2 separate regions of the Mus musculus genome follow, and region 1 is linked to region 2. A link is a contact called in public HiChIP or PLAC-seq data. All regions are on one chromosome and are shown on one strand. Each heading gives the region's core, a stretch centred on a gene start, on an enhancer-like site or on the middle of the called end of the contact. The rest is flanking DNA. Distances are from core to core; before and after follow the strand shown.

Evidence for each region. HiChIP or PLAC-seq counts read pairs in DNA pulled down with a chosen protein or histone mark.
Region 1: a contact with region 2 is called in an H3K27ac HiChIP or PLAC-seq map of embryonic stem cells, with 20 read pairs. The contact joins the enhancer-like site here to the promoter of Ttf1 in region 2. A contact is called at or near these places in 1 of 39 promoter capture datasets (macrophages), 1 of 15 datasets of contacts at CTCF or cohesin (CD8 T cells), 6 of 484 Hi-C or Micro-C datasets (CD4 T cells, CD8 T cells, memory CD8 T cells and 1 more), 9 of 115 datasets of contacts at active chromatin or transcription factors (the 230-238 cell line, CD8 T cells, the SCID.adh cell line and 3 more) and 3 of 9 other capture datasets (adipose tissue, liver and pancreatic islet).

Annotation. Positions count from the first base shown.
Region 1 is chr2:29,097,183-29,102,862 of GRCm38.p6, reverse strand. No RefSeq gene overlaps it. Among named protein-coding and RNA genes, the nearest start is that of Setx, 25 kb to the left of the region's middle. Within about 2 kb of position 2,027, at least 106 of the 459 cell types and tissues checked have an H3K27ac peak or open chromatin away from gene starts, as enhancers often do. A contact at or near this core is called in the SCID.adh cell line, adipose tissue, embryonic stem cells and 4 more, where this site is marked.
Region 2 is chr2:29,056,495-29,061,783 of GRCm38.p6, reverse strand. Ttf1 (transcription termination factor, RNA polymerase I) reads right to left here and starts at 1,521. Exons shown (of 12, transcript NM_009442.2): 1 at 1,481-1,521.

The DNA.
Region 1 (5,680 bases), core at 778-3,277, 41 kb before region 2:
TGCAACAAGACCTTGAGTGATTTGGGGTGTCACCTCTCTGGAGTCAGAACGTTGTGGGTCTTTCAATATCTCCCCCCCCCCCCCCCCCCCCCCCCGCTTACTTTTTGTTTTTGTTGAGACAGAGTCTCATTATTTAGCACTGACTGGCCTGGAAATTACTATATAGATCAGACTGGCCTCAAACCCACATAGATCTGCCTGCCTCTGCTTTCTCATTGCTGGGATTAAGGCATACACCACCATAAACAGCCAATTTTGCTCAACTCTTCCATTACTGCTTTCACTTTTGTTTTGGTTTTGGTTTTTTGGGTTTTTTTTTTGTTTTGTTTTGTTTTTCGAAACAGGGTTTCTCTGTGTAGCCCTGGCTGTCCTGGAACTCACTCTGTAGACCAGGCTGGCCTCGAACTCAGAAATCTGCCTGCCTCTGCCTCCCAAGAGCTGGGATTAAAGGTGTGTACCACCACTGCTCAGTGGGGGGTAGGAGGGGGTGGGAGGGGGAAGGGAGGAAGAGAGAAAAAGAAGCAGAGATTGATGTTGGGTGTCTTCCTTGATTGAGCTCCACCTTAGTTTTTGAGACAGGGTCTCTATTGAATAATTCAGGTAGAATGGTTGACCACCAAGTTCCAGGGATCTCTCTGTCTTAGCCTGGTACTGGGATTACAGACAGATGCTGGTGCACCCAGTTTTGTTTTGTTTTGTTTTGTTTTGTTTTGTTTTGTTTTGTTTTGTTTTGTTTTGTTTTAAGATTTATTATATCTAAGTACACTGTAGCTGTCTTCAGATGCACCAGAAGAGGGCGTCAAATCGCATTACGGATCGTTGTGAGCCACCATGTGGTTGCTGGGATTTGAACTCAGGACCTTAGGACGAGCAGTCTTAACCACTGAGCCATCTCTCCCGCCCTTATAATTTTTTTAAAGGTTTATTTCTTTTCTTTTTTTTAAAAAAGATTTATTTATTTATTATATGTAAGTACACTGTAGCTGTCTTCAGACACTCCAGAAGAGGGCGTCAGATCTTGTTACAGGTGGTTGTGAGCCACCATGTGGTTGCTGGGATTTGAACTCTGGACCTTAGGAAGAGCAGTCGGGTGCTCTTACCCACTTACCCACTGAGCCATCTCACCAACCCAAAGGTTTATTTCTTATTGATATGAGTACACTGTAGCTGTCTTCAGACACACTAGAAGAAGGCATCAGATCCCATTATAGATGGTTGTGAGTTACCATGTGGTTGCTGGAAATTGAACTCAGTACCTCTGGCAGAGCAGTCAGTGTTCTTAACTGCGGAGCCATCTCTCCAGCCATCTCTCTCAACTATGCAAAAATAAGGATACAATATGAATTATATGAGTGGCTTCACAAATCTAAAGGAACAAAGGTAGCTGCATTAATGAGCCAGCTTGTCAGAAAGATACAAAGGCAGGCAGATTCCTGAGTTCAATGTCAGCTTGGGACAAAGTCCAGGACCAGGTAGGGCAGAAATGGTAATTTCATGTCTGTGTCCCACCCAGCTAGCTCATTGACCGTGCTAAGCAGAGGGAGGCAGATCTCTGAATTCTTTTTTTTTTTTTTCCAAGAGAACAAAACTTTATTCATGTTTGGAGGCTAAGATGAGATGGCTCAGTGGTTGTTCTCCCATAGCACCTTGGTTCATTCAATAGCACACACATGGCAGCCCATGTCCAGTTCCAGGGAATCTTCATCTGGATTCCGAACACACTGATACATACTACACATTCATGGAAGAATGTCTATTACAGTAGTAGATAGGATCTGTGAACGGTGCCCACAGGGGAGATCGCGGAATTCTTTTGCAAAAGTGAAAGCAAAAGTATGGGGCTGGGCCACAGGATGCTGATTCATAGGATAACCGAAGGGAACCTGGAATAAACGACTGGATTGATATGTAAAATAAAAGACTGGGCTTGTGGTCTACAAGTTAGCCAGGGAATTTTGCAGGAGAGAACTGCTTGGAGAACTGAGAACAGAGAGAGCTGTCTGGAGATCTCTAGAGAAAGCAGATGAACAGAGAGAAGGCAGGCTGGGACCCTGTCTCCAGCAGAGCCTAGGCCACCAGCTTGGAGCCAGGATTTGACTTCGAGGCAGTTGTTTGTTTCTGCTGCGCCCAGGCATCCCTTCTTTCAGAAACTGTTTACCCGTGGCAGTTCATATGTATGGGGGTGCCGGAGGCCAGCCCCAGGGATGGCCAGGTCCCAGAGGGGAGGTAAAGAGTTGGTGAAGGAGGATTGAATCAGCAAAGCTGAAGACTCTTGCAGCTCTGACTGACTAGCAATCAGGTTGCTTCTTTATTTATATAGATCTCATAAAATAATGACAGAGGCATGATTTCCCAAGAAATACAAATCATATCATTTTTTCCCTGCACATGTGTTTGATTTTTTCATTGCAGGTCTGAAGTTGCAGATTCAGTTACAATTACCAAGTTCAGAAAGAACAGGTGTGATTTTTATTATCAGACCTATAACCCAATTTCAAGGAATCTGAGTTTTTCTGCCAAAGCATGCATACTTAATATACTGCACCCTATTCTTAGTCTGGCAGCATTTATAATTTCAAAGCACTAGACAAATGTGTGTGATTTTAAAAAGCACATGTCCTCCTAGCCTGGTCTCCTTGCCCAGTGCTGCGGCCCCTCACGACTTAGCTCCTACATCCTGCCTGATCCTCTGGCTGAGGCTGCTAGGCCCCCCAACAACCGTCCCTCCTGAGAATGCCTGGAGCCTGCCCACCTGAGTCAACACAGATGGAAAACATCAGACAGACTTAATATTTTAAAACTAGGCAGATAACACAACCACTGGGTGCGGAACCTATCGTCCTAAACTCATCAGCCTGCCTCTGCCTCCTGAGTGCTGGGATTAAAGGCGTGTGCCACCATGCTGGGCACTCATCAGCTCTCTTATATCAGAATTCTTCCGGTAGCCTACATGGTGTCTGTGCTCCAGGCCCAAAAGCCCCTTTCTAGATCTTGTCTCCGCCTCTTCCTCCTGGAACCCGGAAATCGCGTCTCTAAATCTTCGCCCTATGATTGGGCGAAAATCTGCCTGCCTCTGCCTCCCGAGTGCGAGTGCTGGGATTAAAGGCGAGTGCCACCCCCCCCCACCCACCCCCCCACCCCCGCAGAAGGGGAGGTCTTAATTCTTCATTCTGTTGTCAGGTATCCTCACCATTCTTTGTCCATCACTCTAAGCCCCTGTGTAGTGCAGAGATGGCTCCAGCCTATCTTTGTTGCTATATCTTTTTCTGGAAGGCCATACTATATGCAGCTCTCGATCTTATATACCACACAGTTGCCGGAGGGTAGAGTAGGAAGAGGCTTTGGATCTGATCTGCTGCCAACTCCTCTAGCCCACTGGATTTTGCTTACCTTTAAAGTTTACTTTGTTTGTATTATCTTGATCCTGGGCAGATGCTCCAAGAGTATCTTGGAGTGGAGCCTCATAAGGAGAGCTTTGGTATCTTTTTGTGAGTCACAACCTCCTAGGCATAAGAAAGACCTTCAGTTGGGCCCAGAAAAGGATATTTCCTAAAAGCAGGAGGGGTAATATTATCAGGACTTTCCTGGGGTCGCTTAGAAGTAGCACTCCTGGGAGAAGGCACAAATGATTCATAAGAAATTTCCCATCAATCCAATATTCCCAAGTTGTACAAATATTAAAAGGTCCGCAAGCATACAACACGTGGAGATCAAGACCAAGAGTGGGAGACACAAGACACAAGGGCTGTGACTGCATCTGTGGCTCAGCTAGGCTGGGTCATTGTTAATCAGCTCTGCTGGGTTTATGACTCTTTCCGGTCCCATTGGATACAGCACGCTGTGCCGTGGTAGTGTGCTCCGGGGCCATCTGAGCATTGTAAAGCTCCTCCCCCACTGCCCTGCATTGATTGCCAGCTTGCCTGGGGTGGGGGACACGCAGCCCAGTGAGGCTGTACATACTAACAGCCTGTCTTGATTCTCCCCTTGAGGAAGTCTCTGTTCACTCTTCACAGTTCTTCTTGTGTGTGCCAGCAAGTCTCTGAGAAGAGGGGGTAGGGTGGGGCAGACACGTTGGAGGTACTCTCAGAAGGTAAACTGGAGCTAATTACTCCAACTCATTTCTTTTAAGGATCCTATGAGACTGGCCTACTAATATTGTATTAGTAAGAGTTATCTAAAGGATCAGCGCTAATAAAATGAATATGAATATATATATACATACATATATATTCACACATATATACATATATACACACACATATATACATACACATACATACATATATATGTGTATATACATATATATATTGTTCTATAGTATATGGGATCATTGATGGGTTGGGAGAGATACTCTGTAGGATGGATTTAGGCTTCTCAGTAGCAGGGGGATCGGTCTCTCAAGGACTGAACACTATAGCTTCCTAGAAGCTCTCTCTCTCTCTCTCTCTCCCTCTCTCTCTCTCTCTCTCTTTTTTTTTTTTTTTTTTTGGTTTTTCAAGACAGGGTTTCTCTGTGTAGCCCTGGCTGTTCTGGAACTCACTCTGTAGACCAGGCTGGCCTCGAACTCAGAAATCCGCCTGCCTCTGCCTCCCGAGTGCTGGGATTAAAGGCGTGCACCACCACGCCCAACCCCTAGAAGCTATTGTTACACAAAATGTACTTTTAGCAAGTCAATTTCCAAATTTTAACATTTCTTTTCTGCTTTAGGGGTTGTCTTAAAAAACCATTACCTAAGCAATTCTCAGCCAGCTGTAGGAGACTTCCTGGTTTGCCAGGCACATCTGGAAAGTAAGTTTTGCAAAGACTGAGAATCCTTCAAAAGAATAACCCCATCAAATCTCATATAACAATCACTCCAGATGCATGCCAGATATATTCATATATACATACACACACACACATATATTTCAAATGGGGATTTATCAGCAGATTGGTTTACAGGGTGTGGTCCAAGTAGTTCAACAATGGCTGTCTCACAAATGAAAAGCTGAGAATCACTAATTGTTCTGTCCACAGTGCTGGAGTCCAGGATGGTTCCAGGAGAGCTGGTCTTCAGTCTATGCTGAAATCCTAAAGACCCTGGATTTCATATTGGCTGCAGCAACATAGATGAACTTGCCAGCAAGAGTAAACACAGCTGGCAAAATCAGTTTCATCTTCCTTGTCCTTTTATGTGGCTGCCACCAGAAGGTGTGGCCTACATTTAGGGTGGATCTTCCTGCTTCAAACAATAGCATTAAGAAAGTCCCTCTTGGCTGGGTGTGGTGGCGTACTCCTTTAATCCCAGCACTTGAGAGGCAGAGGCAGGTGGATTTCTAAATTCGAGGCCAGCCTGGTCCACAGAGTGAGTTCCAGGACAGCCAGGGCTACACAGAGAAACCCTGTCTCGAAAACAACAACAACAACAACAACAAAAAAAACAACCAAACAAACAAAGAAAAGAATGTTTCCTTGGCTGAGTGGTGGCGATGCATGCCTCCGGAGGCAGAAGTAGGCAGATCTCTGAGTTTGAGGTCAGCCTGGTCTACAGAGTGAGTTGCAGGATAGGACAGCCAGGGATACACAGAGAAACCCTGCCTGGAAAAACAAATAAACAAGTGGAAAAAGAAAGGAAGAAAGAAAAAAGAAGAAAGAAAATTCATCTTAGGAGTGCCTAGCAGCTGATTTTGGAATATCTCAA
Region 2 (5,289 bases), core at 272-2,771:
GTAGCCCCAGAACCTAATCTGGTTCTGCTTAGTAGTTTTCATTTTTTTTGGCATGAATTAATGCTTTCCTTTTGGCTGTCCCTGTGCTGAGAACAGAAGGAAAACCCACAAGTGGGCAGTTGGGCTGTATTAAAATCACGGCTGGAACCAGAACACTCTCCAGAACAAGTTCTGTTTCTCTAGACCCGAGTGTCCCCTAGGGTAGCTACTAGCCAGATGAAGTTATTGAACACTTGAAATGGCGTAGGACCAAACTGTAAAACGGAAATGGATATGCTAGCCATCCATCAGTCTCTTCCCTGAGCACCACTGCCAGAGCTCCCCTGGTTCCTGACCCTCCTAGGAGTCATCATTAGGAGTCGGGTCCCTATTTTCCTCCACATCCTTATTGTGATAACACATTTAGTTACTCTTTTATTGGGGGCTTTTGTTTGTCTTTTAAAGCTGTTGAGCTCTTTTTGGGCCCCAGAGAAATTTTTGCCAAGGGCTGAGGTCACTTCGGTAACAATTAATTACAACCACTTTTCCTGAACCTTGTTTGTAATTAAGAAAAAAAAAAAGGATTATATTTTGTGTGTATGAATGCACCTCCTGTCTGCTGGGTGCTCGTGGAGGTCCCTAGAACTTAAGTCATAAATGGGTGTAACCTACTATATAGAACTGGCTGCTGGGAACCAGGCCCAAGTCTTCTACACAAGCAACAAGTGCTCTTAGCCGCTGAACCATCTCTTCACACCCTTACCCAATCTTGAGGAACGAGAGGGATTTATGCATTAGAGCTTAATTATTTATCCTCACTAAATGCGCAGGAAAAAGGGTGTAAGTGGAGAAGCTAAAAGTTTAAACTCCGGTCCTATGTTTGTGCAAGTATTTTACTTGCTAAGCCATCTCCTCAACCTCAACTCTTTTGTCTGTTATTCTTCGTGTAAAATCAACATCCTTTCAGACCTCCAGGGCCTTCAGGTCCTCATAACAAGGTCTGGCCCTTGCAGTTCATTTCTTGACATCCTCTGTCTTGGGAAGTGTTCCGATTTCCTAACGGCCTCGCGATGCCGTTAAGCCCGATGACTAGCCTCGGTGCGAAAGCCACTTTATCAGGGTACAGTCACGGACTCCAAACTGGGTCCCACCGTCCCTTCCGCACAAACTTCCCAAACAGCCCGGCAGTTTCTCGAGAAGCGCTCAGCTTCAACTACGGAGCGGAAAAGCGCCTAACCCACTAACCCCACTTCCGGCCCCGCGCAACCTCCGCTCACCACCCTAGCTTCTGACTGACCCTGCTCTGTCCCGGGCCGGCGACCGGAGGAACAGACTAGAAGGAACCCGCGGGCCGCGGCCTGGCTCCCAGGCCCCCACTGCCCCCGGCGGCGAGGAACAGGCACAACCGCCTCAGGCCGCAGCCTCACTCGGAACGTGGCACCAGCGCAGCCGCCCGCCACACTTGGGGCGCAGAAACTCAAGGAAAGCTCATCCAACCTACCCAGCGACAATGTAGCGCTCGTCTTCCAACCCGGAAGTGTTGTTAGGCGGAAATACTGTACTGACTTCCGGCCAGCTGCGCATCCGGCTGCCATAGTAACATGGAGGCGCGCAAGGATTGGACGCATGCGTAGTTGTCTATCTATGGTCGTGACGCTACGTATAGGATAGAGAAAAAGAGTGCCCTTCTAATTAAGCAACCCAGGCAAATCCCAGCCCTCCAGAAGCACAGGCAGGTATATGTGAGCTTGAAGCAAGCCTGATCTACAAAGAGAATTTGAAGCCAGTCTATACAGTGAGACTCTCATAGTAGTAGTAGTAGTAATAATAATAATAATAATAATAATAAGCCAAAACTTAGCTTATAAGCAGCCAGGCAGTGGTGGCACATGCCTTTAATCCTAGTAGAGGCAAGGCAGATCTATGAGTTTGAGGCCTGGTCCAGGACAGTCAAGGCTACACAGAAAAACCCCATCTCGAAAAGAAAAAAAAAAGTGAAAAATGTAATTGAGCCATCAAATTAGAGCTAATATCTATACCACTGGAACGTTAAAACAGTTACATTTTTGTGTGGTGATCATAAAAGTTGAAAGCTTTTCTCTTGTTTATTTGAGACAGGGTCTCATGTAGCCTAGGGTGCCTTCAAACTCACCATGGACTTCTCATTCCTTTGCCTCTACTTTCAGTACTGAGATAACAGGCAGGTACCATCATACCAGGTTTTATGCTGTGCCAGGGACTGATGCATGCTGAACAAGCACTCTACCAACTGAGCCGTATAGCAGCCTAAAAGCTGTCTTCTTGACTCTTACAACAATCCTATGTTGTGGGTATCTGTATTAGGTAATACTGTCTCAGTCCCTTCTTTTTTTTTAAAGATTTATTTATTTATTATATGTAAGTAAGTACACTGTAGCTGTCTCCAGACACTCCAGAAGAGGGCGTCAGGTCATGTTACAGATGGTTGTGAGCCACCATGTGGTTGCTGGGATTTGAACTTCGGACCTTCGGAAGAGCAGTCGGGTGCTCTTACCCACTGAGCCATTTCACCAGCCCTCAGTCCCTTCTTGTAGTGGGAAAATTTGAGGCTTTTGGTAAGATGATCTATCTGGTCCAGGGTTCCAATCCATGCTTTCCCCTCTACTATTCTTCTTTTCTTCAAACTACTGTGGGTTCCTCTGTGTGAGCTACTAAGCACCTTTGATTAAAATGGGCTGGAGAGATGGTTTAGTGGTTAAGAGCACTTACTGCTTTTCCAGAGGACCCAGGTTCAGTTCCCAGCACCTATGAGGTGGCTTACAGCTGTCCATAAGTCCAGTTCCAGGGGATGGGCTCCAATGCCCTCCTCTGACCTCTCGGGCACTGGGTGTATACATATGGTAGACATGCATATCATGTGCAGGCAAAACACTTATATACATTAAAAAAGTAAATCTTGAGGAAAATACCTAAAAAAAAATAAAATTAAATAAAAAAAAAGTAAATCTTTAAAAAAATGCACAATTTGCCAGCTGTAGTAACAAATGCCTGTAATTCCAGCATTTGTAATGCTGAGGCAGGAGGATCACAGGTTTGGGTTACATAGTGAAGCAATCTGGAAAAACTGTAAGCAAACACACCGAGTCAGGCTTGTCTGAGCAGCTGGAAGTTTGCGCTGTCTGCTTTGGTACTGACAGTGTCCACTGCTGGTCGGTAAAGCCTTGACATTCAGAGTTCAGATTGGTTATCAGTGTGTCTTGCTCCATGATGAACTCAGGGCCTTGTGGAAGTGGGTGTTTTTGCATTTAGTGCTGAAGATGGATCAGTGAACTCACATATACTGCATATATGTGGGGCATAGACTTTCCTGTAGGCCAAAACCCATATGAGTACAATAAAATAAAGCATTTCACAGAAAGAATTCTTTCTTTTTCAAAATTTTATAAATTTAATGTGCATTGGTGTTTTGCCTGCATGTGTGTTTGTGAAGGTGTCAGATCCCCTGGAATTGGAGCTATAGACAGTTGTTGTGAGCTGCCATGTGGGTACTGGGAATTGAACCCAGGTCCTCTGGAAGAGCAACCAATAACCATTGAGCCTCTAAAAAGAATTCTTATTTTTCATATGTCTGCATAATAGACATCATTACTGTACCACATTAAAATCCATGGACATGGAGCAGGAGAGACAGCTTATTGGTTAAGAACACTTGTTTGGGGCTGGCAAGATGGTTCAGCAGGTAAGAGTACTGACTGCTCTTCTGAAGGTCCTGTGTTCAAATTTCAGCAACCACATAGTGGCTCACAACCATCCATAATGAGATCTGATGCCCTCTTCTGGTGCGTCTGAAGACAGCCACAGTGCACTTATTTATAATAATAAATAAATCTAAGAAGAAGAAAAACAAGAACACTTGTTTGCCCTTGCAGGGGACCCAGCACCCACATGGTAGCTCACAACCATCCATAACTCCAGTTCCATGGGATCCAACAACCTCTTCTGACTTCTGCAGGCTTCAGACAAGACATAGGTACATAAACACATGTGCAGGCAAAATACTCATACACATAAAGAAGTCTTTAAAAAGTTTTTATAAAGGAGCTCTGGACACTCAAAGCATCATTACACACACGTTTGTTTAGTGGGGCACTCAGGCATCAGAGGCAAATGGATCTCTGAGTTCCAGGCCAGTTTGGCTTACACTGTGAGTTCCAAGCCAGTTAGGGCTACATAGCTCTCATAATCAGTAGACATAGTGAGGACCTGGCCCTGTCCGAAAGTGCCCTTGACAGTTAATGGTTGTTGGGGACCAGGAGGACTTTATGCCTTAGTGTCAGTCACCCCCACCCATGCTTAGGTCAGCAACCCTAATTGAATTCAGTGGGGCACAAAATAAGATCTGAAAGTGGAAGAGGGACTTGCTGACAAGAAGAGGGAGTTCAGCAATTGGGGAGAGGGAGAAGGAAAAGATATGAACAAAGCTCATTATACACATGCACAAAATTATTAAATGTTTTAAGAAAAATACCCTCAAAAGAAAATGCCCTTTATGCAGGGTGAAGTCTTTAGGGTTTCCAGCAGTTTGAATGAGAATAGCCTCACCTATTTAAACACTTGCCTTCCAGTTGGTGATGATGTTTGGAGAGGTCTAGAGGTGTAGGCCTAGATGAAGTAGGCCACTCACTGGGGTTTAAAAGCCTCCTGCTATTCCCAGTGTTCTTTCCCTCTCCCTCCTGTCCCCTCCCTCCCTTCATCCTGCATGATTGGGGAGTTCAGGATGTGAGGTGTCAGCAAACTTTTCCAGCCACCATGCCTGCCTGCCACAATGGACTGTATGCCTTTAGAACCATCCAAAGGATTGTAAATATGGGCAACATCCTCAGGTTTTTATTGAATCCACTGTATTCAGTTAAAATGACATGCATATGAGTATTTTCTTTCGTATATCTTTGTATGGCATGTATGCACCTGGTGCCTCTTGGAGGCCAGGATTACTGATGGTTGTGATGCATTAACTGGGTACTGGGAATTGAACCCAGGTCCTTGGCAAGAACAGCAAGTCTTCCTCAGTCCTGAACCATTTTTCTTGTCCCCCTGCCCCCCCCCCAATTTTTGACTTTCTGGTAGGATTGAATTTTTTTTAATTAAAAAAAAATTGTGTTGTAGGTTAATAGATCCTTAAGGATAATCTCAGATGCCATTTCCAACTGGGTCTTTATATTTGTTTATTTGGTATGTGTGTGTGTTCATGTGTGCCACAGCATTCTCGTGCAATTCGGGGGACAACTTGGAATGGGTGGGATCTCTTTTCACCATATGGGTCCTGAGAAA